4 separate regions of the Mus musculus genome follow, and all the other regions are linked to region 2. Evidence: chromatin contacts called from public Hi-C and HiChIP or PLAC-seq data. All regions are on one chromosome and are shown on one strand. Each heading gives the region's core, a stretch centred on a gene start, on an enhancer-like site or on the middle of the called end of the contact. The rest is flanking DNA. Distances are from core to core; before and after follow the strand shown. Region 1 holds the start of Fancf (Fanconi anemia, complementation group F). Region 2 has its middle 48 kb from the start of Gm33290. Region 3 overlaps Gas2 (growth arrest specific 2). Region 4 overlaps Gas2 (growth arrest specific 2).

Region 1 (6,686 bases), core at 166-2,665, 140 kb after region 2:
AAATTCGATGGCTTTAAGAATTCTTTCACGATTAATGATGTAGCTCAGTGGTGAACACTAACATAGGCAGGGTCCTGGGTCCATTACCAGAACAAAAACAATCTCTATATAATACATATTATATAATATATAAATTTATAGATATTGTGCATATTATATATATTTATATTATGAACCATTTAAAATTGGCCCCTGAATAATTAGGTTTTGGGAGCATGTATATAGGGAATTGGGGAGAACACTGACAATTTGTAAACTGCATAGTCAAGAAGTAGCAGGATGCTGTGCATAGAGGCTTTGGTGAGAAGTATGCTTGTTATTCCCTCTATGGGACAGGGTCTGTCCAGATGCCCAGCCTGGGAACTGAGAATCTACTCTAGCACGATCCCACACTCAAGCACCACCAGGAGGTCTGTCCAGATGCTCATCCCAGGAACCTCGAAATCTCCATCCAAGGCTTTGCGGGACCTTAGGGTCACCAGCACCTCTTCCTGCAGAAATGGCTGGGCATGGCACAAGCTCTGCAGCCTTAGGCACAGCTCTTCCCAGGGCATGTCCTCCATCTGTGTAGGGACCCAGGCACCCTTTTGCAGATCATAGTGCAGCCGCGTGGCCCACGTTGTGAGCAGGTCCAGGTAGGCGCGAGACAGTGCGTGGTGGCAGCCCGCCACGGAGGCCAGGCGCTTGGCTGGCAGATGGCGGCAAAAAGCGGCCAATACCTCGGGACTTTCGAGAAGCCAGCGCAGTAGTTTCTGTGTCTCATCCGCACCCGCAGGGTCCGTGGCCTGGGCTGGCTCCGGGTCTTCCTCGCGTAGCAGCAGCGCTTCGGCAGTCACGTCGAGCACGTGCTCCCGCGGCCCGCGCGTCCACAACGTGTCCAGGAGTTTGCGCGCGGCCGCGGAGTCGGCCCCGCCCAGCTCGTGCAGGCGCGCGTCCAGCAGCTCCGCGTGCGTGCGCAGCAGCGCGCTCCTGGGCGCGTCCCCGCCGAGGCGGCACAGCAGGCGCAGCGCGCTTCCGCGGCGCGCCAGGAGGACCAGGCGCGACTGCGGCACGTCGTCTCGGTGGTCCGCGGCGGGGCCCGGGAACAGCAAGCTCGGCAGCGCGCGGGCGGCGGCGGGCGCGAGCGCGCGGTTCCGCAGCAGGCGGAGGGCGAGCCGCGCGTCCCCGGACTCCAGCGCCGCGAAGCTGCGCAGCCCGAGCGGCCCTCCCCGCGCGGGGAGCCGCCTCTCGAGCGCCTCCCGCACGCGGCCGCGGCCCGCGAAGCGTCGGTACACGTGGAGCAGATAACGCGCCCACTGCAGCGCCCTGCGCACCTTTTCGGCGTCCCACGTGCTCACCAGCGACCCACACGACACGGCCAACAGCTCGGAGAATCGCTCGGTTTGCTGCACAAGCGGCTCCATGGCGGCCGCTTCCGCCCTGACATCCCGAGGCGCGAGCCGATTGGACATGAGCGTGAGCGCCCGCCTCAGCGTGCTGTGCCATTGGACGACGGCCGTGTCAGTCTCGCACCATGGTTTCCGGGGCACATTGGCGCTGAAAATGAACTAGGGCAAAGTCCCAAGCTTTTACTCTGGGTCTGGGAGAGGACGCGTGAGTGCGAGTTTGAGCGCTAGGATTTTATGTGCTCTTTTGTTTTAAAAATGCCAGTGGTAGACATTTAGGCGCTTCCCCGAAAGGGGACCCATGTTCATCATTATTAGCAGTGCGGATGTGATCTGCTTGCGAACTCAAAGCTCTTAAATGGCCCGTTTCCCTGGTACTTGTGGAACCAGGACCCTCACACGCTGTGCTGTGAGTTCCCGGGCTTTTTTCCTTTTTCCTTATTTATATTGTTTACTGATTCTGAGGAAACCTATCACTGAATTGTGCAAGCAGCCTTTCAGTTTGCAGTCCTGCCTCGACTAACCTAGTGACTGGCAGCACTATCCTGAGGCTTACTAGCCATGCAATAAATGAAAGTTTAAGCTCAAAATTAATCTACACATTTATGCTAGACTCTGAATAGTTCTGGGCATTCTTATCAGAACATATAGTTAAGCCAGTTTTGTTTAGTTTTTAGCCATTAGCCCAGACTATAGTGTTTGGCCTTGTGATTTTATTTTAGTCTGTGTGATGGGTTTTAAAGTTTCAGGTGGTAGCTATTAGGAATTACAGAGGTCACTGGTTCATCCACTTACTAAATACTAAGTCACGTGATGTGATAGCCAGTGAAGGACAGGACTGGCGCAGTTGAGATAAATGTAGTTAAAGCTTCCCTGTCCCACAGGAAACACTAATGTTCCTTAGAGAGACTTCAACTTCATAATGCGGTAGACAAAAATAAGAGTCACTAGATCTTAGATGTTAGGGAAAGCCCCATTAAACCTTCCTTTCAACTGAATGCCCAAAGAATACACCTGGAAATGCTTCAAGGCCATGGGAACCGTTAATAAGTCTTAAGCCACCAGAGTGAAAACCAGATCTAATCCAGGGTGAGAAAGAAGTCCAAAACAGCTTCATTTCCAAGTGGCTGGGACAGTTCAGAGAAACTTCACCAGTGCTCACCTTTTCAAAACCAATATTATGTTAAATCTCAGTACCACAGTGAGTAATTATTTGTTTCACAGTAGCCATCTTTTATTAAGTAGCTATGCATCCCTCCGACAGTTTCCCATCAGAAGAATGCACTTTGGATTTCGAACCAGTTTTCCATTTAATTTGGAACAATCTATGTAGAGGCTGAAAGATGATAAACACTTTAATTTCAAGAAACCTATGCACTTGAGGCAGACATTGGGAGGATTCCCAACCCATGTAAGTGTAATTCAAATCAGATTTTGTGTAATTTTAAAGTGCCAGGTATGGTGATTTTAAAGACCAATTGGAAATGGATAGGAGAGCACTGAAAGGCTATATGGACTGATCTTTGATTTAGGCTGCACAAATACTTGCACCATCAGAGGATAGTGGAAAATCACGTGAGAGGAATCACACAAGTTAAAATGTCAGTGTAATATGTGAATACTGTATGCTGAGAATGCCAGGATCAACCTTCCACCTGCTGGTCACACTCTGCAAATCCCCAATATGTAGTAAATAAGAACAGAAAATGGAAGCCCAGTGTTAGCAAACTTTTATTAAAATAGCATTTCATTCAAACACAGGAATGAGCAACATAAACAACTAACATAAGATACTTTCACCAAGAGCTTCCCTCAGGACTCTAGAGAAGATGGAAGCCATATATGTGACATACTGGGGTAGGTTTTTGTTGCTGACTTTCAATATGTACTCTGTGGTGTTTTCAGTAAGATGTCCTCCATTGGCTTTGGTGTTTGAATACCCTAGTTGGTAACACTGTTTGAGAAGGTGTGGCCTTAGGTTAGGCTTCGAGAGCTTAGAACATCAACTACTTCCAGTTTCATCCTTTTCTGTTTCATGTTTGCAGGTGAGCATGCCAACTCTTAGCTTCCTTCCTCTGCTGCCTTGCCCAGCCCCTGCTGTGATGGACTCTTGCTCTCCTAGAACCCTCAACCGTAAGCATAAATAAAACCTGCTATAAGTTGCCTTGGTCATGATGTTTTATCATAGCATCAAAAAGTTAACTTGTACTTTGGGATAGCAGTCAGCTCCACCCTCAGGGCCAGAAAATGTTAACTGAACCAGTTAATGAAACCCTGTCTTAATTTACTAACTAGTCTAGGAATCCAGCTGTAAGCCTCTCTATATAACATCCTCTACTAAATAAAATAAGTTCAGAAGTGGCCAGAGGAATTCACTATAGTCATTAAGGCCTACAGTATTCAGAAAAAAAAATCTTACTCTAAAGTCAGTAATTAGTCTAAGCTGAACACCAGGCATGCTTATGAGAGAGTTTCTTTGTCAGGAAGAAACGTTGAACAGTCCTTAATCTGAATCTGCTTATAAATACCTTATATATTTCTAATTGCTTTTGTCAATCTTGTGGGGTTTTTCAAATTTATTTAATTTAAATGTACGTAGCTAAAGTAGCCCTTGCTATGATGGATTCTATCCGTCTGAAACCATAGACAAGGGTGTGTTGGTCATGGTATCTTGTTACAGCAACAGGAAAGTAAATGTTGCAGTAGTAATCGGACCAGTGAGAGCGGTTTTTTCCCTTTAAACCTAGCGTTTTATATGTGCCTCTCAAATGTTCTTTACTGGAGTATCTTTTGCCTGGATGTGAAAAGACTGGAAACATTGCTCAAACACAAGCCAGAAGCCACACTGCATGGTAATGGAAAGTGCATTGTGTTTCCTATTATCTGACCTAGGCTTTTGTAAATAGAAAGGGGGAAAATTATCCACTTGCCCTCTCCTTCATTAATGTGTTTTCTTCTCTTTCCCCACTGTCCTGAGCAGAGGATAGCTCATCATCATGTTAGCTCCTTGCCCTTGCCCTTTGATTTTCTGCTGAAGTAATCAGTATGAGGCCTTAGCAAACAAGCAGGGGGACCAAAGGCAGGCTCTGTCTTCTAAGGCTGAGGCATCTTCTTTCTGCATCTGTTCTGCACGATGTTCCCCCTAGCAGCCCTCTGGACTTCCTGCATGTGGGGTCATACTTACTGACTGCTTTTGCCTTGCCCAGATTTTATACATGTTCTTCTGTTTGTTTATGTTCAAAACCTCTCATGAGTCTGCCCTTATTTTCTGACAAGACCTCAACAGAGTCAATTGCTCAAATTCTCAGTCATTTTTATAAGTCATGTGAGTTCATGAGTCATAACATTTTCCCTCCACATTCATCTAGCTAGTGATGAGTACTTTAATGAATGTATTCTGAAATACCTAACATTGACATATGAGCTGCCAGTCTGTGACAGAAGTCATCATTACAGCAAGTATATGACAGGTGATGTGAAATCATCCCATAATGTAATTAACTAGAGGTGAACAAAGCATTCTGTTAACAGTGTGGCATGGTGGAGGTGTCGGAACAGGGGCCCGGATGGTGAAGACTTTAAAATACCTTCTGCAGTTTATAATTATTTCTTTTATAATTAATAACTTGTCTGTTTGTCTGACTTTCTTTTCTTTCTTTCTCTTTCCTTCCTTCTTTGCTTCCTTTCTTCTTTCTTTTCTTTCTTTTCTTCCTTTCTCCCTTTTTCTTCCTTTTCTCCCCCTTTCTCTCCTTTTCTCCCCTTTCCCTCCTTTTTCTCCCCCTTTCTCCCTTTTTCTCCCCTTTTCTCCCTTTCTCCCTTTCTCCCTTTCTCCCTTTCTCCCCTCCCCTCCCCTCCCCTCCCCTCCCCTCCCCTCCCCTCCCCTCTGTTCTTCTCCCTTCCCCTCCCTTCCCCTTCTTTTGTTTTCCCCCTTCAGTAAGAAAGGAAATGAGCTGTTTTATTTTGAATTAGAAGATAGCTTTCATGTAGATATATGACACTGTTTGCATGCCTTCATTTTTGTATGTTGATGTATGAGCACCTGCCAGGAAGGAGTTTTTGTTTCTGGTTCAATAACTTTTAAGTGTCTGCTGTTCCCATTTTCAAGTCTCCCAAAACTTTTATGTGGATTCTTTAGGCACATTTTTTTCATTATTTCTCAGCCTTCTTTTTTTTCTGGATGGCTGAAAGTTCCAGACATATAATGCAAAATGTCCTAAGAGATTTGTGTGTGTGTGTCTGTGTGTGTGTGTGTGTGTCTGTGTATGCTAAGCAAATAGAAATTGAAAAGTGTGTACATATATAAACTCACTTTAATTCCCCTTTCGTAATGATAGATGAAACTAATTTTTCTAATTAGTGTCTTACAAAGTAGCAAATATAGTGAGAAATTGCCACAAAAGCTGTTGTATTTAATTACTTCCAGACCTCATCTGGGTTATGAGATTGGGCTGCTCTGCTAAGAGCATTAATGTCAAGGAATGTTCTCACACGAGATTCCTGGTATTTCAAAATACCAGCAAAAAGTGATTAAAATAAAGTTTGCAATATTGCAAATACATTTAACTGGAGGGTAACATTTTCATAGCATTGTTTCTTTGTTAATTATCAACATTTTAGTAGGAGGGATGACCTCAAAAAAGTAAAATAAATGTTTAAAATAAAAAGGGAAAATAATTCTTAGGATGCTGCAGAAAATATCCAGTCACATTTACAGGAGATGGCCCCTGTGAAGGGAGAGAAAAGTGTTTGAAGCAAAATGATTGTATAGCTTAGTTTTTTCTTAGATTTTATTCTTTTGAAGAGCATACTGAATATGGCCATTTTTAAAGTCCCCATGTCGATCTCTAACAAATCTGCACATGTTTCTGCTGCTTTTTCCTGTAGAATCCAGAGCATCTCCATCCCTTGCTTAATTGGTACAATTTTGTTATTGTGGTTTTTAAAATAAAATTCTCAAATTGTGTGGATGTTTTGCCCGAGTTTGTGTCTGCCCACCATGTTCAAGCCTTGTGTCCTGGCAGCCAGAAGAGGGTACTTGATCTTCTAGAATTAGAATTCCATGCAGCTGTGAAGTGCCACATGGTTTTTAGGAGCTGAACCTGAGCCTTCTTCAAGAGCACAGTGGTTTGAATCCCTGAAACATCTCTCCAGCCCCAACATTTATGTTTTATTGCTGCTGTTCTGAGAGCAGAAGACCTTCACTAGTGAGCAGCATGCAAATCAGCATGCTGGCTGTACCTCAATCCACTTGCAGGTTTCCCTCCTCCCTGCTTAGTCTGACCAATAGAAAATGCTTCGAAA
Region 2 (6,514 bases), core at 862-3,361:
GGATGTGAATGTGACCTAGCCTTGGCCTTGGGAACAAGTTCAGAACAAAGAAGGGTGGCTCAATCTCCATCTGTGGCCCTGTAGGCTCCACTCAGTTTGCAGTGCCCTGGGGAGCCAGTCAGAAGGGAGCCTATTCTGGCTCCCTAGGGCCTCAGGGTTGCTTGAGGGCAGGAGAAGCAGACAAGGTGCACAGGAAGGCTGCAGGTTGAGGCAGTGAAGGCTTCTCTGTTATATTCCATTTGCATTTTGTCCCAGTTGTTGGACAAGCCGAAACAGAGGCAGCTTTGTTTGGTGGCTCTGGCTTGTCATCCCAGTACTCTGAATGCCGAGGTAGGGAGATTGTCCTGAGTTTGAGGTCAGCCTGGGCTACATAAGTGATCCCTGTCACAACAATCAAAACTCACCACCACCACCACTGTCAACAACAATAACAGCAACAAACCAACCAACCAAACAAACAAATAAAATCAACCCTGACAACCCAATCTGAATAGTCCTTCACACTAACCTAATCCCTCAGGTCTCTGTGGGACATAAATCACTCATCGCTGTCTTCACTCTGGGCTGCACGGTGGTGCAAAGCATGCCTGGTAATGGTTTGCTTGATTAAATTCTGTCTCGTCTCTGCTTTGGGAACTTGGGTTTCTACCTGATGGATGGGTGACCCTCCGTGCCTTTTGTTAGTTTGTGTTTGTGTGTCTGCTGCAAGCCTAGATGTTCCGTCTAGAACAGAAACTGGCTTGGCCTTTGGATGATTGAAAACACCAGCTTCTGTAATTACAATGATGTCATTGAATGTTAAATCTTGAAAGGAGGTGCTTAGAAAAGATCATTAATACTGTGATGTGGATTGTTAGTGACATAAAAATTAAGACATATATTTTTTAAAACTATTTCTCTTATTTTTATGAGGTTATAATATAATGATAAACTGTTACCCTTTCTTGTCACTTTCCCCCCAACCATCCCAAATAACTCTGCTTACTCTTTCAAATTCATGGCCTCCTTTTTCATTACTTGTTGTTACATGCATATACGTACGTACATATATATTCCTAAACACATAAATACAACCAGCTTAGTTTTATTGCCTTCAAAACTGGGAGCAAAGATCATATATCATTGTCATAGCTGTAGAATCTAAGAGCTAAAAACACACACTGGGACCAAGAGATTTAGCACTGACTTATGGGAGTAAAGAGGTCAAGAATTAATTCCTCAAGGCCTCAAAAACAGGAGGACACAGTCTCCCCTCTCCCTTGCCTCCCCACTCCCCTCTCCTTCCCCCAACCTCTCTCTCACCCACACTGCAGAAATTGTAAAACACCAGGAAATGCTCTAGAACTCTCAGCATGTAGTGGTGGATGTTCTATTTTCCAACAGTTTCTTAACTTCCAGCCCATCAGTGGGTTTTAAAAGGCTCATTCATAATGTCTCTGGTGTAAATACTTCCATCATAGCTGACAATCAAAGCTGGTGGGAGTCTAGTAGCAGCAACTGCTTCTGCTGTCCTACCAAACAAATAGGAGAGATTCAATGAACTCAAAAGCATGGACAACATCAATATGTAGGAAGGCAAGAAGGGATGGGTTTTAAGTGTTGTTATTTTCCTTTTAAATATAATGTGTGTAATTGTAAGTTTTAGAACTTAATCTTTAATAATAGCTATATTTAAGAACGCGTCACAAAATCTTAAGGTGTTGAGAATTGGTCCTGGTAAAATGGTGGCATTTCTTATCAAATACAGATCAGGTTGTGTACTTCACTAATGCCTGAAATCTTAGATAACGTAGACAGCAATGAGTGCTTTCTATGCTATGTGCTTATGGTAAAAATGTGTCAATTAAGCATTATTAAGTAATTATTAAGAAGTAAGCTATTAAGAATAATTAATGCAATAAAATACTCTAATTATAGTTACATACCTACTCTCTCCCCCTCTTTCTCAGTACTTCCCACTCTTTTTTGTGGTAATGCGATGTGATACTTGGTTTCAAGTTGAGATAAGAAGTGTGGGCGTAAGCTGTTAGCGTTGTGACATAGTGTAAGCTAATGTTTCCTGTTAACACCAGTCCTGTTACTCACAGCGGTTGGCCATGATGGAGAAGGTAGAGAGCAATGAGTGTGTGCTGTCGTCAGTGTGGAGACCCTGTGCAGGATATGATTCACATCCTGGGCAGGGTGGGAGGACAGCATGAGGGCTTAAAGTGCCACTCAGAAAGATGCATGGCTTTACACTGTTGTTTGGGCCTGGAATTTTCCATGTAGTATTTTCAGACAACAAAGAATTGCATTAAATCAAGCCACCAAAAATATGCAAGCACATAGATTGTCTTGATGTTAGCTGGCTTAAAACTTGGAAATTAAAGGCTTAATATCAATGGTAAAAAGAGTTTGCAGATGTCATTCAGGATTCTTTAACAAAATATTATGCACAGAGTGCCTTATGCATAGGCTTTTATTTCTCACAGTGGTCCAAATCAAAGAACAGATACAGGTCAGTTCAGTGTCTGTGAGCTGCTTCTGGGCCCTTACTGCCCAAACGGGGCTGGGCCAGGTAGCTTTCTCAGCATCTCTTTTGAAGGTACAGTAGGGTTATGCCACAGTGATTTGATTGGTCTCCTAAAGCCACACTGTTGACTGTGGTTACCATATTAACGGGGAATGGGAACACACATTCAGACCACAGGCCTTAGGAAAGGTTTAAATGTTCTTTTTATATATATAAAAAAAAACATAATAACTTTGAATCTAAGATCTTTAAATCTCTCCTTTACAATATCCCAATGATAATGTATACAGTTTTCAAAGTGCTGATATTTCACAATTTGTAGTAAGGCTATAAGCTAAATAAATATTTTTCAGGTGATAGCTGTGATCTAGATTTAAGCCTGTCTGTGGATAAAACATAATCTTCCCAGCAGAAGTACCCAAACCTCTATGATTTACGAAGTTAAGCTCATCTGCCACAGACAGCAGGATTTGTTTAGCTGTTAGTATATCCAGATTAGAGAAACCATACCTGTGGTGAATTGCCTGACATATGTGTGGGTTGGAGAAAAATTAGTCACTCAATGATCAGATATTGATCATCTGCTGTGTGCCAGAAGCCAGAGAGCTTATTGTCTCAAAGAAGCCACTCAGTACTTAAGCCCAGCATTGATCAATGCTATTTCTCTGAGTGCTGGAACCAATGGGAGACTGGCATCTTTCTGAACTTTCTTAGGCTAATGTTCAGGAAGTGTGGGCTCATTCTTTATTCTTCAGTTCCTTGACTATGATACATGTGAATGCACACGTGAACATGCTTTTGTTGTTGTTGTTGTTAGTTTTGTTTTGTTTTTCAAGACAAGGTTTCTCTGTGTAGTCCTGACTGTCCTAGACTGTGTGGACCAGGCTAACCTCGAGCTCACACAGCTGTCTGCTTCTTGCCTCCTGAGTGCTGGGACTAAAGGCATATGCCACCATGCCTGCCTGAACAGGCTTCTTCCCATTATTTGTGCCACTACTTCAGATCTCCCCCCTGCAGCATTTAGAATGATTTAGTAACTGTCTTACTTTGATGGCTAAGTGACAAATGTAAAGATGTAAATTGTCACAGAGATTTGGCACAAGGATTTCAAAAGGTCCAGGATCTCTCACTGGATTTACTGGGTATATCTGCCAATCATTAAAATGACCAGAATGTATTTCAAGTTCTGCAGACTGTAGTTTGAAAGGAACTCCTGTCGGTGCCTGGGTGTCATTCAATGGGGCACACCCTTAAACAATGTGTAGGCTAGACATTAGTGATAAAAAACATAGACCTACTGTGTTCAGAAGTCAAACCCTTCAACTTAGCATGATGGGGTTCATCTCTTTCATATCTTTCTTCATCATCTCTGGTCTTAGAAATGCCAGTCTGGGATAAGGCATAAAAAATTAAAATCATTTTGTGCGGCCCTCACAGTATTGGGTTCATACATATTTCCCAGTAGAAGTGATGGAAGCCCAGGCAGGGGTCATCAACTCAGCCTTTTGAATAATCAACTCTATGACCATAGGCAAGGCTCAAAGAAGTTGAACTTGAATATCCTGTATGGTTCTCTGCATCTCTAAACCAATTTTATCTCGAGTACGGAGTATCCTAATGCCCTGGAAAGCTCAAAGACTCCTGATATTGCTTTGACTAAACAGATCCCTTCCAAATCCTTGCTGCAGAGACAACTTTCTAGAATAAATAAACGATGAAATTCTCTGATGCTCAATTTGAATCTCGACTGGCCTACCTATGTGACTTTTGGCATAAAACTTGGTTTTGCCATCTTTAATGGATTTATGCATGCACGCAAATATTTATTGAATATCTAATATATGCCAGTAACTGTTTCATGCTCTTTTTGTCACTAATGACACAACAGTAAGATAAACAGTAAATATTAAAATAAAGAAATAGATATTTAAACTTAAAATAGATGCTATTAAGCATGGATAACCAACTTTCTTTGTTGTGGAATTCTTCAAAAATATCATATCATAGAATAACTAAAAATGTTTAGTTACATGCACCATATCTATTTGATTGACGAACAAAATTCAATCTTACTTTATCTAAAAGTAGTATTCATTGTATCAATGTGGGACACCCGACTCGCCAGCTAGTAAGACGAGGATCCTTCTGCAACACGTTTATTGGGAGAGCATGGACTGGGTAGGCTAAGCCCCAGAAATGGCGCTGCTTATATAGGCCTAGGAGTGACATGTCCATACCTGATTGGTTATGCTACCAGTACCTTATTAATATGCCTCTGGCCAGGCAGTGACTCGGCAAAAAACTCTTATGCACATGCGCACATTGGTTGTTTACCCATATTCATGGGCGTTGGCTTAAAGAAACCAGGGCCATCTTGTAATGGCGGTTGCAGCTTCCCACATATCAAGACATATTAATATTGAAATATTTAATTAAAATGGCTACATTTTTTAATGGAAAAAATAAATTGAAGAATGTCCTCTTGGTACACTTTTGCTAATCTCTTTGATATACCAGTGAATGAGCATGGTTGGAATCTCTTTTTTGCCTCTTCATTCAATTTGTTGGGACTTTCTTTTGTATGAAGAATAACTTCACCAGGTGAATACACTAAACCGTTTCTATCCAAGAATTCTGAGTTTACAGACTCAACCAAGGATACAGTAGAAGTCTTACAAAGGCATGTCTGTTTTGTGTATGCCTCACAGGGATTCATTTCCATCCCTATTACTCTCTGAACAATATAGTTCATCTCTTCCATTTACCAGTATTAGTAATTATTAATACGAAGTAGTCTGGGAGCGAGTTAATCTATTGGGGGATGTGTGTGGTTTGTATAGAGATACTCTACCACTTCAGGTCAGGATCTTGAGTGTCAGTGGGCTTCTTATCTATGTGGGCAGAGTGTTCTGTAACTATTCTTCCCTGGGTACCAAAAGATGAGTGAAGATGGAAAGGAAATGCTAGGCCCAGAGCCCTTTCAGATAATTGTGGTTGCCTTTTGATACTATATGAGAAACTGGACAAGAGGCAGTTTCTTAATCATTAATTGTACTGTATAATTTTAAATTTAAAACCATATGAATGAATGAATGTCATGTTCCATTAAATCACAAGCCAACAATCTGTTCCTTAGCATGAATGGATCTTTCAATGAATCATGATTTTATAACACCATGCACTAGTCATTTATAAAACACTATTTTCCTCACTTTATACATCTTTCACAGGTTGAAGTATTTATTTATTTGATATCAAAACACACAAATGTGTCCATAGATCTGTCAGGAAAACATATTCATTTTTCAAAATTCTAATTTTATTGACAACCTCAGAATTTATCATTGGGGCAAAAGCACCCTCATTGTTTTACTAAATGTTATATATAGTCCTGCTGTGTTTTTCTGAAAAGAAAAAATGTCTCCCAATCAGATATTAGTCCATTGGTCCTTTAAACAACCTGCCATTCCATTTTAAAATGGAAGATTCAATTCTCAACCACAGAAAGGGTTTCTTTGCTATACTTCCCATTCTGTGTGTACAGTGACATGTTTGTGGTGCATTCTGGTTGGCTTATCACATAGAACATTGAAGACTTACATGAGCATGTTTAAATACTTAACAACATTAACACATTCTGCTGATTCGTTCAAGACCTCTCATGGTAGTTTTGTGGTTAATTCATTGTTGCTTTGTATCCTGTTTCTGCTGGGTAGAGAATTCAGGGACACTGCAGAGTTTGGTGTTGATGTTTTGATTCCTTCTGAGGCACCCATGGTCTTTTCAGTATTTACATTGCTAGCACATATGCCAATAAAGTGGGGAAAGCAAGCAAAAGTCTAGTATTATTTCATTGTCTTTATGGATCCCCTAAGACTCACCAGCAGCAGAGAACCCTTTGCAAATACTTGTTATATTAGAGCCACATCAAGGACTACAAGGGCAGATAAGAAAGGGCAAAGAGAGACCCAACTCCTGTGTCAGGAAAAGTTACTACACAAA
Region 3 (7,067 bases), core at 1,325-3,824, 190 kb after region 2:
CCTGTGGGTCACTTGTACCCCACAACAGCTGTGGATATGACCTAACACAAAATCATAAATTTTATTTAAATATGAATTATACTAATGCATTAATTTTTAACTTTGTAGGTGGCGATGTTCTGTTGCAATTTCTAAAGCACGGGCATGCCTTTAAGCAAAGGTCTGGAGCCAGTATCCAAACCAAGTCATATTACTCTCTGAACTCCATTATAGCACAGATCTTCTGTAGAAAATGCTTCTACAGCTGACAGTTCACTTGGGAATGGGAAACTTGACTGATTTATCTAAATTTGGCAATAGAAATTTCAAAACTTATATTTGCCTGTAATGAGTTATGAAATGGAAAGCTTTTTCTAATGTATTAGAATGTCTTAAATAGGAAGGTTATATGGCTTTTGTATGTCTTATGATGATTCTAGTATTTTACATATGTTAATAATTTACTTTTGTGATACTTGGGATTGAAACTAGGACCACTCATTCACCAGGAGTGTGATCTGCCACTGAGTTAGACCTTCAGCATAACTTTTCTCTGCTCAAAATATTTCTGTGTGTGTATGTGTGTGCGTTGTGTGTATAAGCACATGTGTATCACACATATATGTGGAGGGTGAAGGTCCCTTTGTTAATGTCAGGTGGGTGTCAGGGATTGAATATCAAGCTCCTTTACTCTCTGAGCCATCTTGCAGGCTGGAACATTTTCTGGAATGGAGATGGCTGAAGACTAAATGATTTTGAGGTGATCCAGGGGCTGATGTGTGTACTATGTATATCTGAATTGGCCAAGTGCAACTGGAAGAGCTCACAGCTTGCCTAAAGGTGAAAGTGCGGATAGAAGTGAACTAATTAGTATTGACAGGATCTGTTCATTTTGAGGATTTAAGGTCTGCTTCTACAGTGTTCCACAGCTGCATGCAGTGATAATCAGCTAAGTGATGGCAGCTAGTACTGTGTACAGTGACTCAGCTCTGAGAATTCATAGAGAGAATGACTGCTGGAGACTCACCAAGTGGGTCCTCAGGAGACACTTCTGACCTGAAGTGAGCCCTTATTACAGCAATTAGGAATCTTCCTTTCAGTTGCTGAAAGAACCATAGAGATGAGATAATGTATGTATATATATCTTCTCCATAAGTGATCCTGATTTTACTATAAAATGACTGAAACCAGAAAATGAGAAGGTTGTTTCTTCTCGGGATCCCTAATTAGCCATCTACCTAAGTATCATTTAACAACCAAGGGAAACGTAGTTTGTGTGAAAGTGCAGAAGAGAGACTGAGATTTCCAGTGCTCACGTCATTGCGTGATGACCGTTGTCAACTCTGAGAATGTGTGACTATTGGCTAATGGTAGCTGACAAGGGGATAAAAATATGGCATAGCCAGATCCTCATTTTATAACCCTTTAGCAATTCAGTATTCTGTGAGCTGTAAATATTCTGTAGCTGTGATGCATATGTGCATGCTATATTAGACTGTATCATAACAGAAAATGTGATGGAAAACTGGCTCATGAGTACATGTTAGGGTCACATCCTTGGGGAGGAGAACTCGATGCATATGGCTGATGATTAGGAGTAGAGGTGTTGTGAAAACCCTCACAGCCAACTCTCAGGACACTTAGCATACATGGTAACAATGCAGTGTTCCTGAGACAAGCCATACGAAAGTTAGTTCCATGCAGGCAGAGCTGTGACGATGAGGAAGGGGACATTTCACTGTGTGAATGAACTTAGGGAGTTAAACTAGAGTAGTGTCCACTGGGTAGAGCTTTACTCGCCTGCCTCCCTCACTTCATTTTCTTAGTTCTTTGCTGCACACGGTTAGATGGCAGCCTGCCCATGAGAACGACCTAGCAAAATAAGAGAAAGACATTATGCCCCCACCCTCACCCCAGGTCCTCTTTATTGTGGAGAATACTTCTAATGAGGTCTGTGAGCTGGGCAGTGGCAAGAGAATCTGAAGCTCTACTTTATGTTCATGAGAACCTGCCTCCCAGAAAAGGGGAGAGAAGGAAGAGATGGCCTGGCAACTGCAACACCTGACCTAGAAACCTGCCTGAATTCCATCAGAGGCAGACTTATGTGAATACTGGGAAAGATCCACCTCACAGGAGGTGACACCAGTCTTGTCACAAGTCCAATTTGTAAGCTGTTGCTTGACAGTGTAAACAGCTTCCATTAGAAACAGGTGGGACAGAAAATGAAACCAATTAACACATCAGAACACAGTTAACAATTCCAGTACCTTCTGAGTTGGAAACAAGTTAAACACATAGAGGCTCACAAATGCATGCACGCAGACATACACACTAGCACACATGTACACAAGTGAAAGCAGACAGACATACAAGCACCCCCTCCCCGTAGACACACACATACACAGACACAAAGGCGCAGACATGTGAGCACACACAGGTACACCCTTCATCTGTGTGACTTCCCAGCATTAGCAGAGTTTGCTCCTTAGCAGGAAATAAATCTACTGAATTTTTCCACAATGACATCATCTCTCCCCATCAGGCCCACTTCCTGCCTTAACCACATTCAGGCTCATTGGCAAGAGAATTGAGTGTTTCCATGATATCTGAGAGCACTAATTTTAGTCATTGCTTTTATGGCAGGAGAATGTAGACTACAGTGTCAAGGAAAATAACTCTCCCCATATGGAAAATGAGAAATTAATTGTTTGAAAATGTGCTTTTTCTAAATGGAGAAATTCAAGGCATTTTGAACAAATCAATAGAGACATTGCAAGCTATTTTGTAAAAAGAGAAACACTGAGATTTTTATAACAACAGCATTTCATAAGTCTGAAAATTAAGGAAAAGAGGTATTTCTTCATTTATAAGTATCTGAAGATTTCTAGGTAAGCTAACATGTGAGTGCTCATGCTCTGTGTGTGTGTGGTCCAGGGAAAAGGTTCTGTTACATCACAGAGCCGGCGTGGTCTTTTCAGATGAGGTAATTTACAGTGTGCAGACCTTCCAGCTCTTTCCTGAGTTCTCTGGGGCAGTTATGTGAATGCTGCCTTTGTCTCAGGCAGTAGTTTGGAGATGCATTCTATATCATGCAAGAAGCTGTCTGGGATCCATGTTGGGCTAGCATTATTTCAATGGTCATGTCTAATTTCACACAGCACAGTCTACTTGTCTGTTAGATGTATTGAAATCACTGTTCCATATTAAAAGTAAATAGTAGAGTGTTACACTGAAGGCAAATTGAGAAAATCAAGAAATCTGGCACAGTCAGGACTGAGAATAAAGAATAAAATCCTCCAGGTGTGGAGGAAGAGAACCCTCTGTCTGAGGCTAACCTCAGGAAGCCACCCGGTGTGCTCTGTGCCCGACTTGTGAGGGATGCTCAAGTCCTCCATCCACATGAGAAGTCCTCAGAGCTTCCTGGTGCACTGCTGTGGACAGTGGGCGAAGCATTGAGATTCTCCCAGGGTGCTGCTTTTAAATTCACGAAATTTCACAGACAATACAAGCCAAACAAACTTTTATTGAAATAGATTCTAGGAGCAGAAACTATCTTCACAACATTAATAGCAAATATGAGCCTCAGCAGAAACAACAAAGCTTGCCTTTTAAAACCTTAAGTTGACGTTCATTGAAATAAAGTCTAAAGTTTTAAAGCTGAGTAGCGAGTAGTATTTTCAAGTTTCTGCCACGTTTTATAATGCAAACAAACCCTATGTTTTCATTTAATAGAAAGACCCCTTTTTTCTTTTTACCCTAGTAATGGAAGAATGATAAACTTTGATTTGTGCTTACTAAACTAAAAGCAGTTTTGCTCATCTCATAATCAGGGTCCTCCTAACGCATGATGGGAGTATTTTCAGGATTTCAGTTGGTGGGAAGGGCTGTCAAGAATGTAAACGTCAAACAGGGATTTACAGAATAAATGAGAAGAGTTAGAGATCTAAAAGAGAAAAGATACATTTTTACATTCTAGCTATATCATAAGTGCATATGCAAATACATATATATATGTATATATGTCTATTAAGTGTCTATGTGCATGTATGGCAATGTGTATGTAAATGTAAGTTTTCATATGCATATATATGTATACAGGACATGTATGTTTGTATTTACACATGTATGTATATATGTATGTATATAGGTATATATTTATATACTTGTGAATATATATCTATGTATATATGTGTGTGTGCATATATAAAGTATATGTGTGTGTGAACATAGAGGTGTACTTCCACAATATGAAACTGGAACATTCTACCCTCTTATGATGTCATAGGAAAAGAGATCTAACATTTGACCTCATGTGACCTGTCATAGTCAAGCAGGAACCTTGAAGATAAAGAGTAAAATAACAGCTACACAAGACTATGTGTATGAGATGTATAAGAAACATAGTTGAGCACCTTGTTGTAACTCAGTTCCTCTCAGTATATTAAAACTTCACATTTATGAAAATATTGTGAAATCTAAGAAAATCTGAAAAGAGCCTTAAATATCCTTAAATTTCCTTTCTGGGAAAGGATATTCTTTATGTATTTGTTTATACTTATGCATATGTGTGTGCACATGCATGTATCATTGCATATTTGTGAGTATGCACAGGTGCATTAGTATGTGAGAACATGCATGCATAAGTGTGTGTACATGTGTATGTGTGTTTGCACTTATGCATATGCATATATGTTTGAAGAATGTGTGTATGGGCTGTGCATATGTATGAGTGTGTACACACATGAGCATGGGTGTGCATGTGTTAGCACACATATATAAGTGTGTGTGTGTGTGTGTGTGTATGTGCATATGTATGTTTGAGTAACTTTATTAATAGTAAATTGCAAATGGGAAACAACTTGCATGTTGTTTCACATTCTCATGGTTGCCATTTTGATACTGTCTGAAGACTGGAGGTCAGAGTTTACTCTCTTCACACTTAATACCTTGTACCTTGATAAAACTGACGTTTTCTTAACTGATTATTCTATTAAATGGCAATCTAACCATCAGGTCATTTAAAACTGAAGTCAGCCAATCACTTCTTTGATCAGAATTCTCCAGTGGAGCCCTCACTGCTTAGAAATAAGACAAAATCTTCAGCAACACTGGAGCCCTTTAAACGTAGAACCTAACTGGGGCTTTAGTTCTCTGGAAATATAGTGAGGTATATGGCCCCTCATAGTGAGGTATATGGCCCCTCATAGTGAGGTATATGGCCCCTCGGAGCTAACCACTCCCTTCTTTTATGCATCCTCCTTGGCCTCTGCAGGGTGCTCAGGAGCTTGTGACCTTGACTGAGAATAGAGTTTCATAAATACTGCTGGATGTAAAGACCTTTTGGTTCCTGGGCAGCATTTCTAGTTGCATCATGTCTCAGCCTCAGTCCCGGTAGGCAGCTTGCTCCAGTCTGTCAGAAATTTCCCTTTCTGTAATGTGTTGACCTCGTGGTCAGCTTTGAGGCTGCTCAGCTCTGGAAGTGGCTGATTCTCAGTAAGGTGTCCCCTACTGATGCTCTATCATCCTCTTCTCAGCTAGGCACAGAACTGTAAAATCCTCAGAAACCTCATTTTAACCGGTGGCTTGCACTTCTGCTGTAATTCTTGGGATACACTCTGACCCCTAACACCTCAGTAATAGCCTAGAAAGGAAGCTTGGTCATGTTTGCTCTTCTCTCATTTCCTCAGAGTGATAGCTGTCACAGAGTGTGACGTGGGAAAGGTAGGTGGAGCAAAATTAGATTAAACGTCTTCTGAGTTTTTAAAATAACTTCCTCAATGAACTAGATTTTTAAAGTTCAGAGGTAATCCTCTAGTTCTTTCAGAAGCTGATCTCCTGATGCATACTTAAGCAGCGAGTAGTACAGAAGGTTTTACATATAGCACTTGGATGAGGAGGGTATATGACACGTAAGACACGATGTATAAAAAGTTGAAAGATCAGGGGGTGGTGTTGCATGCCTTTAGTTCCAACACTTGGGAGACAGAGCTTGCAGATCTCTGTGAGCTCAAGACTAGCCTGGTCTACATAGTGAGTTCTAGCATAGCCAGAGCTACAGAATAGCAAGACCTTGTTTCAAAAATTCAAATGAACAAAAACTGAAAGAATGTATTAATTGCTAAACTATATAAAATTGTTTTTCTTTGATTATTATTGCTGTGTGTGCAAGTGAGTGAGTGTGTGTGTGTGTGTGTGTGTGTGTGTGTAGTCTGCTAAGTGCAAAGAAAGAAAAACCAAACGAAACCAAAAAAAAAAAAAAAACCCAAAAAACAAAACAAAACAAAAAAACAAAAAACAACTATGTTTGTCTTTTTTGGAAAATGTCTGTTGTTTTTTCAACCACTTAGGAACATAAAACACATTATAGATGCCATTTTTTTAAGCTTTACTGAGGTATCACTAGCAAAATTTATACATATTTGTGATTTATATACAACATGGATCTGTGTATACACTGAATTTTTAAATTAATATAACTAACATTAGCATCATATTCCTTACTTCAATAATAATGTGGCAGATCCCTTTTCTCCGTGATTTTCAAATGTATAGCCTATTATTAACCATGCCAGCCTACCAACTCTGTTTCTTGTACTTTGTGTTCTTTCAGCCATGTCCTCTAGCTTCACTCTCCTCCTCCACAGATATCAGGGCCCTGTTTTCTCATTTTTGTTTTTAATAGTTTGTCTGTTATTCCAAATATTAGAGATGTTTGTAGTTTAAAGTAAAATTCTATGGTAAGCTCATCAGGGTGGCACATCTCTTGCCACCAAGGAATTTTCATTAACAGATTTTCAGCAGCATAAAGATTGCCATAGAGTGCACTCTTCTGGCTATACACTCTACTCCTAAATTTTGACAGTAAATAATAACATATGTCCATCAATATGACATCATACAAAGTTGTCTCACTGACCTTAAAATCCTAAGATCCCTGCGTGCCTACTGTTCCAGATGTTTTAAAAAATAAATTCCTTTTGTCTACATGCATGTATCTATGTAAGTGTGCATGTGAACATATGGACATATGCATGTTCAGGTAACTGGAGTTAGACAGTTGTGAGTGCCTGGTGTCTTCATGGTTCTTC
Region 4 (6,684 bases), core at 3,189-5,688, 250 kb after region 2:
ATTCTCTGAGCTGTTGTGTATCCCACAAAGAACCGAGATCTACATCTGGTGTCCCTCAGGAACATTCTCCCCTCATTTGCTTCCTTTGTTTTTGAACAGGAGACAGCAGGACTTCAGAAAATGGATCATCCTAACATTTGCCATTCAAAACACCAAGAATCAGCACTGTAATTCCCAGAGGGTGTGAGCCTCTTTCTTCTCAACCACTATGGATCCCAGTGTGATAAAAAACATCTCTCCACTGCAGGATTTAAACAGATAGTCTTCTTACTGTACCTAACCAAAAGCTTTCTTTTCTCTTGTCACAAAGGAGTAGTTTGTATTTTTAGGTGCTGTCCATTCGTTTGCCATCTGCAGTGGAGACGGCGAGTGTTTTATGAACCTTGTATCTTCTTGTTTCAGTAGGGTCTTCATAGTTGTGCCTATGTCTCAACAGCCAAAGCAAAGCAGACACTGAAGGTAATTGCCTAGATGATAGAGCACACCTCTTCCCTTTGCATTCACTGTAGAGCTTGACCGCCAATCAAACTAGGGGAGTTGGGCATTCAGGGTTAAGAGTAATGTATCATTTCAAAAAAGATACAACATTATTTCCCCTTGATTTTCTATATTTGTTGAAAATTTTAAAGATATACTGTGGGTATGTGGAAAGCAGTACATTGGCTATGTTTTTGTCTTCTTAATAAGACCTCCACACTCAGATACTTTTCCTTATAGACCTTACTATTGAAATCACTTGGAAGGATTAGCTTGGCACTTGCTTCTGTATGCTATATTGTCATAGTTTTTCCTGTTAAACATTTAAATAACAGATTTGTGAAATAAGAATTACCGTTTATTTGGGGATGCTTCCACTGGACTCTTATACAAATGACCTTTTGTAGTTTAGCACATGTATGAACCTGTGGCACTTGCAACATTTCTGTTCCAGCACCATTCCTAGTTCTAATGCACGCTCCCCCAGCTCACATGTGCCCTGGCCTGCCTAGCATGTTGTTTACAGGGTTAGGGAAGAGACACATTCTAGTTTGAGGTCCCGAGTTTGCTAGTGTGCAGAAAAGAACTGAATCACTTTATGTATATTTTAAAGAAAAGAATATGATCTAAAAAGAGCAGTAGACCTTTGTTTCCTACACAGAAATACATATTTTAGAGAAACATTTTTAATTTCTTAGTTTTTTTGTATCAGATAGTTGGTGTATCTCACAACTACTGTATGAGAATACATATTTAGAGAGAACAGTTAAATGCATCATTTCATCCAGCACATATTCCTGTGTGTATATATGTGTGTGTGTATGCATGTGTATGTGCATATGTGTATATGTGTGTGAGTGCATATGTGTGCCTATACATGGTTGTATGTGTGGATGTCCATGTGTATATATTGCACATGTAGGTGCACATGTGTGGGTACATGTACTCATGCCTGGGTATGTGTGTGTGTTTGTGTGCATATGTTCTAATGGGAGTACCTGTGCATATGTGTGCATGCATTTGTTACTGTCTGTGCACAAGCATGGGTATATGCGTAGGTGTCTATATCTATGTATATATGGTTGTGTGCACACATGTAAACTATGTGTATATATGTGTGCATGTGTGTATAAGTGTATGTGTGAGTATGTATATCTTTTTAAATAGTATGCATATTGAACTAAAGAAATGAGAATGTGATATGGAAACCTTAGGATGTTTCCTATTTTAGGGAGTCCTTTTAAAGAAAACCTTTCAAGGAATGTGATCTTAGAAACAGGTTTGTGCATGGAATGTTTATAATATAGGTGGCATGTTGGCTCTTTATGGAGATCTTGGATCCTCTTGGGGGGCCCAATGCAATGTGCAGGGTCTGCTTTGTTCTTGCTCCTCTGCCTGCATTTGTCCTGGAGAAGATGATGGAACAGGACTCCCCTGACGAGTTTCAGGAGTGGGTTCCCATCTGGATTCCTTGTGTATTGTCCTGTCTAAACACAGATACAGATGGTGAGCCTGCTGCTCTTTTCATGGACGTTGCCAAAATCGCAAGCAGGTCTGTTTCCCCTTCTTTTCTAGAGACTAGGCAATGCCCAAAGTATGTGGGGGTCGAGATTCAGAAGTTGACTCTCTTGTAGGCCTGTAACACTCCAAGGTCTTCCTTCACTCAATGAGGTCCCTTTTGGGTCAGCTTTCCCTCTAGTTTAAATGTGAAGCTACAGAGAATGATGCCATGACCTTACTATACAGTGGGCAGTAAACATGAATAAGAAGGTGTACCATACCTTTGAGCCCAGGGATAAAATTAATTGTGCAGAAGTCTGCACAGAACCAGCCACCTGACTCCCCGTCTTCCTGGAAGCTGAAGGCCACAGCGTGTCCTGTGTGGGCATCTGCACCATGTTCTGGAGTTGCTTGATGCTTAAGCTTTTTTGGCTTCTGTGTAAGAGTTGCTGTGCCTCCCTTATATCTCTGGCCACTTTCCTGTTTTCTGTGCTTCATGTTAGGTTCCTTGCCACAGATTGAACTCACTCCACCCATGTGCTGCTTGCATCCCGTGCCCTGGCTCAGCATTATCCCTTCTGTTTGGACACCCTGAACTCAGCACATCTGTATAAGGCTCGAGGAGCAACCGCCCACTGAGCTGATACAGTGTGAGTTGGCCTGGTCTCTGTGGTTTTCTGCCCAGACATGTTTTGCCAAGCACATTAATGGTCCGTTTTCTGTGCCTCATGTGATTCTTCAGATCTCTGCTGCATTCTCTGATGGCTAATTAGTCACTGCTGTGGTTTATCTTTGCATTGCTCTGACTTTTTTTAAATGAATGACTTACATAACAATATATATTCTTATTTTATTATAAGATATTTAATACAAGAAGTATTGTAAGGGAATGATTCCATAGGAGAATATCTTAATATTTATCTTAGAGACCCACATTTGCAGTACCTGGGGCAGTGCTTATGATGGTATTTGGCACATTGACTTTAGGAACCAATGTTTCCTTGGGGGAGACATCAGCATCACATCCCAAAGTTAAACTTGAGCTGTATCTTCATTAATCTTTTATGTGATGCATTTCTTGAGGTTAGATTTTTGGTGGGTGTCCCAGAAGAGCTTTTATCATGAATCAAGAAAGGCCATTAGAAAAAAGATAAAGCCTAGAAAGATGCTCAAGAAAAAAGCAGATGGCTATCAGAGGACAGAAAAAAACATTCCCATAAGAGTTGGAGAGGTCATGTAGAGAAACACCATCAGGATCAGAGAAGATGGAATAAGGAAAATAAAGATACAATCAGACACTATCAAGACTGTTGAAGGGCAGTCATGAGCACAGAGCACAGAGGAGGAAGGGTGGTGAGAAGCCGTGTGGAAGGGTTATAAGAGCCAGGTAGACGCACATGGGATGGGGATGGGGGTCACAAAGGGCTTGCTCTGCCATAAGAACATTGACTTTCTCTTGAAATCATACGGAGATTTTAGAGAAGCTTATAGAATAAAAAAAATCATGAATAGATGACATTGTCCATCAGTCTGGTTACATTGCAGAGAAGAAACCATAAGTGTGAAGGTAGGAGAAATGTTAGCCAACCATATTGGGCTGGGGAATGTGTGCATTTAAACTGTGGCCACTTACCAAAGTCCTTCTAGTGATCAAAGTTCCATTTATAGGGGCCAGCAAGATGGCTCAGCAGGTATACATGCTTGCTGCCAAGAATAATGACCTGAGTTTCAGCTGACAACCTGAGTTCAACCTCCCAGACCAAGTGCAACAAAGGAACCAACTGCTTGTCCTCTTATCTTTTCATGCCCCTGCCCATGTATACATACACAAAATATAATAGGCATCAGAGCCCCATAAGTTCAGCCTTCCCCTTAAATATGGGAATTCTTTAATGTGGGAACATGGAGGCCAGGGAAGTTATCTAACGTGAACCACTGAGGCCATCTTTGCGCCTTCAACAATAGCTGAAATATAGCATCCTGGCATTGGCCACTCCTGCATCCATCTGCTCAGTTGCTGTAACTGGCTGGTTCCAGTACATTGTGATTTCTACTTGTAAATAAGGAGTTGCTTTGGTGAGAATTTTATACAAAATAGATTTGCTGACTACTCACAGAAACTAAAAAAAAAATTCCAGAGAACGATATCTTTATGCCTTTTAACGGTAGTTACTTTTTTTTTTAATCTCTGGGTAGTATCAAATAAGGTCAAATAAGTTAACAAGAAGCACAGAGTGGTGTTCCTTATCAACAAGTTTTCAGACATTTCTTACTCCAAGTTCTAATTCTCCAGATGCTGCCCATATCCCACAGTCCCAGTTTGCCTGGTGATTTAGCATGCTTTTTGCTTAGCATAATAGGGCTATAAAAAATGTGCTGCTCTGCCCCCTCTAAGCCCCACAGTGAGCCTGTGGCATTTATATTAAAACTGTACCTTGTGCCAAAAATCCTCTCTGGAGTATTCTCCAGACATTTACAAATTTCTCAGCATGAGTTCATTACACACATGCCCAGAAGCAGTGGTTCCAGATGTGTGGCTGAGTTGAGAGCTTTGCATACAAGTTAATACATTTTTCTCTTATGAAGTCTGCAAGTTCTTCATAACCTGTGGATATTCTCCACCTACCAAGTGGCTGGCATAGGTGTCATGAACAGGGTAGTGAACAAGGTGTGTCTTTGTGTCCCAAGAGTGGGAGAAAGACACAACACCCAGATGGATGGCCAAGTGTAAGAGTTTAGATATAATGATTTACAACTTAAAGCACATAGTTTCTGTCACAACTACTCCATTCTCTTGCTTTAACTATAATAGGTAATCAGTTAACATGACTGTGTTATAATAATACTTTATGTACAGCATGGTGGACTAGATTGGTCCTGTGGCTATACATAGTTTTCTATGTGCTGACATAGATCACTGCAATGCCATCTTAAATGCTAGAAAGAAAAAAGACCGAGGAATAGCGGAATCAACCATATCCACTCTGATTGGGTAATTTGGAGGTGTGTTGGCTTCTCTAATTGGATGGTTTGGATGTCTTTATCTCTGATTGGGTAGTTTGGGTGTCTTTGTGCCACTCTGATTGAGTGGTTTGGTGGTCTGAGGGTGCTCTGACTGGGTGGTTTGGAGGTATATGAAATGCTCTAATTGGGTGATCTGGAGGTCTTTGAGTCTCTCTGATAGGCGGCTTAGAGGACTGGGGATCACTGGTTGGAGGTCAGCGATTTCGCTACATGAGGAAAGAACTTTTGTCACCATTGCCCATCTACTTTTCCTTTAAAATGTAGGTAAAGGTAGGAAAGTTAGAGACTACAGAACTAGGAGACAGTAGGAACTATGACACCTGGAAATGTTGTTCTGTAAGTAAAGAGGATGTTGAAAATCTCCCTCTCTTCAGCCTGTCATCACTATCCAGGTTTACCTTGTATTACACAGTGCTTACCAAATGAGGGGCTTTCACTCAGCACTGAGAACATGTGACCTTCACCGCAATGTCTCTTCTCTCTACTCTGACATCATGCTGGACCCGTGGACAGAAATTGATCTGGTTTTCTTCCTGGTTGCCTCATTTGTTGTTCTCCTATAGTTGATACATCATGATTATTATATCATTATAGATTCTAGAAGAGGTCAGAGTAGTGGCTACATTTTACAGTGCATCAGTCCAGCCTAGCTTGGGCATGTATAACACATTAGCTAATGAAAAGGAAGGATGTACTCCTAAAATTCATAAATGTCCCTGATGATATATGTAGGGTTAGATCTGTTGTGGGTGCAGTTGTTGTTACGTGCTGAGCCACAAGGAAAGATCAGGGTTTGCATTTAACAACAATGTCCAGTGTTTGCATCATGTGGTTAAAGTATGCAGGCAATAGAGATCTCCATTGTGTAAGGAGCTGAATAAGTTCCTTGACTTTAGATCACTTAGATCCATCTGGAGGAAACCCAAGATGAACAGAGAGAAAATAAGACAGAAAGTAAAGGTGCCTGGCTGAGTTGAACTACACTCATCACCTCTCTTGACAAAATTTGTGGAGTACTTACAATAGACTTGACACATTATGGATACTAATGTATTTAGATGACTAAGACCAAAGGATAGACCATTCATCAGAACCCCTTCCACAAAAAAGGTTCAAAATCCTATAGGTATCTTGGGTTTTCGGGAGAGAACTTTTAGAGGGTGTCGAAGCATGTGTGTCCTAGAACTAGGACAAACTCAAGCAACACCAAAGGCTGGGGGAGCAGAGCAGAAGTTTGAATGATGGTGGGCCAGTTTGGTGATACTCTAGAGAGAATTCAGAGAAGGTGCTAGGGCTCGGTCCGTTGTCTGTGGATGATGCACTGTCACCGAGGAGGTTGGTTCTAATGACAACAGCCTCATTTGCTTTCGCTCATAATTCTGGAGGCGCAACAGGGAGGGGTCACCTTTGGTAGTACAGAGTGTCACCTGACATCAGGAAGTTCACATGCATGTCACTTTGTCTCTGTCCCTCTTAGAAGGCCGTTGGTATTGACTCCCAGGGACCTTAACCTGACTATGCTGAGAAACACCAAACAACACCATCAAGTTAATATCCCACCAAAGTTATAACACACAGTAGGGTCAGAATTAAACGTTTGTTTGGAGAAAACAAATTACAACAAGAAAAAAAGATTGGGGATCAATGTGGAGAATCTTGATGTCAAGCCAAAGAAGTAGCATT

Evidence for each region. A called contact is a pair of places that touch in the nucleus more often than the background predicts. HiChIP or PLAC-seq counts read pairs in DNA pulled down with a chosen protein or histone mark.
Region 1: a Hi-C map of Th1 cells shows a contact between it and region 2, with 3 times the contacts expected there. The contact joins the promoter of Fancf here to the enhancer-like site in region 2. A contact is called at or near these places in 2 of 39 promoter capture datasets (the HPC-7 cell line and cranial neural crest), 4 of 484 Hi-C or Micro-C datasets (CD8 T cells, Th1 cells, Th2 cells and 1 more), 2 of 115 datasets of contacts at active chromatin or transcription factors (CD8 T cells and effector CD8 T cells) and 1 of 9 other capture datasets (adipose tissue).
Region 3: a BATF HiChIP or PLAC-seq map of CD8 T cells shows a contact between it and region 2, with 5 read pairs. The contact joins two enhancer-like sites. A contact is called at or near these places in 2 of 484 Hi-C or Micro-C datasets (Th1 cells and macrophages) and 1 of 115 datasets of contacts at active chromatin or transcription factors (CD8 T cells).
Region 4: an H3K27ac HiChIP or PLAC-seq map of the NIH/3T3 cell line shows a contact between it and region 2, with 4 times the contacts expected there. The contact joins two enhancer-like sites. A contact is called at or near these places in 3 of 15 datasets of contacts at CTCF or cohesin (the NIH/3T3 cell line and pro-B cells), 7 of 484 Hi-C or Micro-C datasets (the C2C12 cell line, Th1 cells, Th2 cells and 3 more) and 4 of 115 datasets of contacts at active chromatin or transcription factors (CD8 T cells, the NIH/3T3 cell line, acute myeloid leukemia and 1 more).

What each region holds. Positions count from the first base shown.
Region 1 is chr7:51,860,852-51,867,537 of GRCm38.p6, forward strand. It overlaps Fancf (Fanconi anemia, complementation group F), which reads right to left and starts at 1,416. Exons shown (of 1, transcript NM_001115087.1): 1 at 1-1,416. The coding sequence starts at 1,403. The coding sequence ends at 372. It also overlaps a transcript of Gas2 not described here.
Region 2 is chr7:51,722,075-51,728,588 of GRCm38.p6, forward strand. No RefSeq gene overlaps it. Among named protein-coding and RNA genes, the nearest start is that of Gm33290, 48 kb to the right of the region's middle. Within about 2 kb of position 2,112, at least 64 of the 459 cell types and tissues checked have an H3K27ac peak or open chromatin away from gene starts, as enhancers often do. A contact at or near this core is called in CD8 T cells, the HPC-7 cell line, the NIH/3T3 cell line and 3 more, where this site is marked.
Region 3 is chr7:51,911,382-51,918,448 of GRCm38.p6, forward strand. All of the region lies in intron 3 of Gas2 (growth arrest specific 2), which reads left to right. Among named protein-coding and RNA genes, the nearest start is that of Gas2, 36 kb to the left of the region's middle. Within about 2 kb of position 2,575, at least 130 of the 459 cell types and tissues checked have an H3K27ac peak or open chromatin away from gene starts, as enhancers often do. A contact at or near this core is called in CD8 T cells and Th1 cells, where this site is marked.
Region 4 is chr7:51,965,178-51,971,861 of GRCm38.p6, forward strand. The region is part of intron 7 of Gas2 (growth arrest specific 2); the gene reads left to right. Among named protein-coding and RNA genes, the nearest start is that of Svip, 37 kb to the right of the region's middle. Within about 2 kb of position 4,439, at least 15 of the 459 cell types and tissues checked have an H3K27ac peak or open chromatin away from gene starts, as enhancers often do. A contact at or near this core is called in the NIH/3T3 cell line, where this site is marked.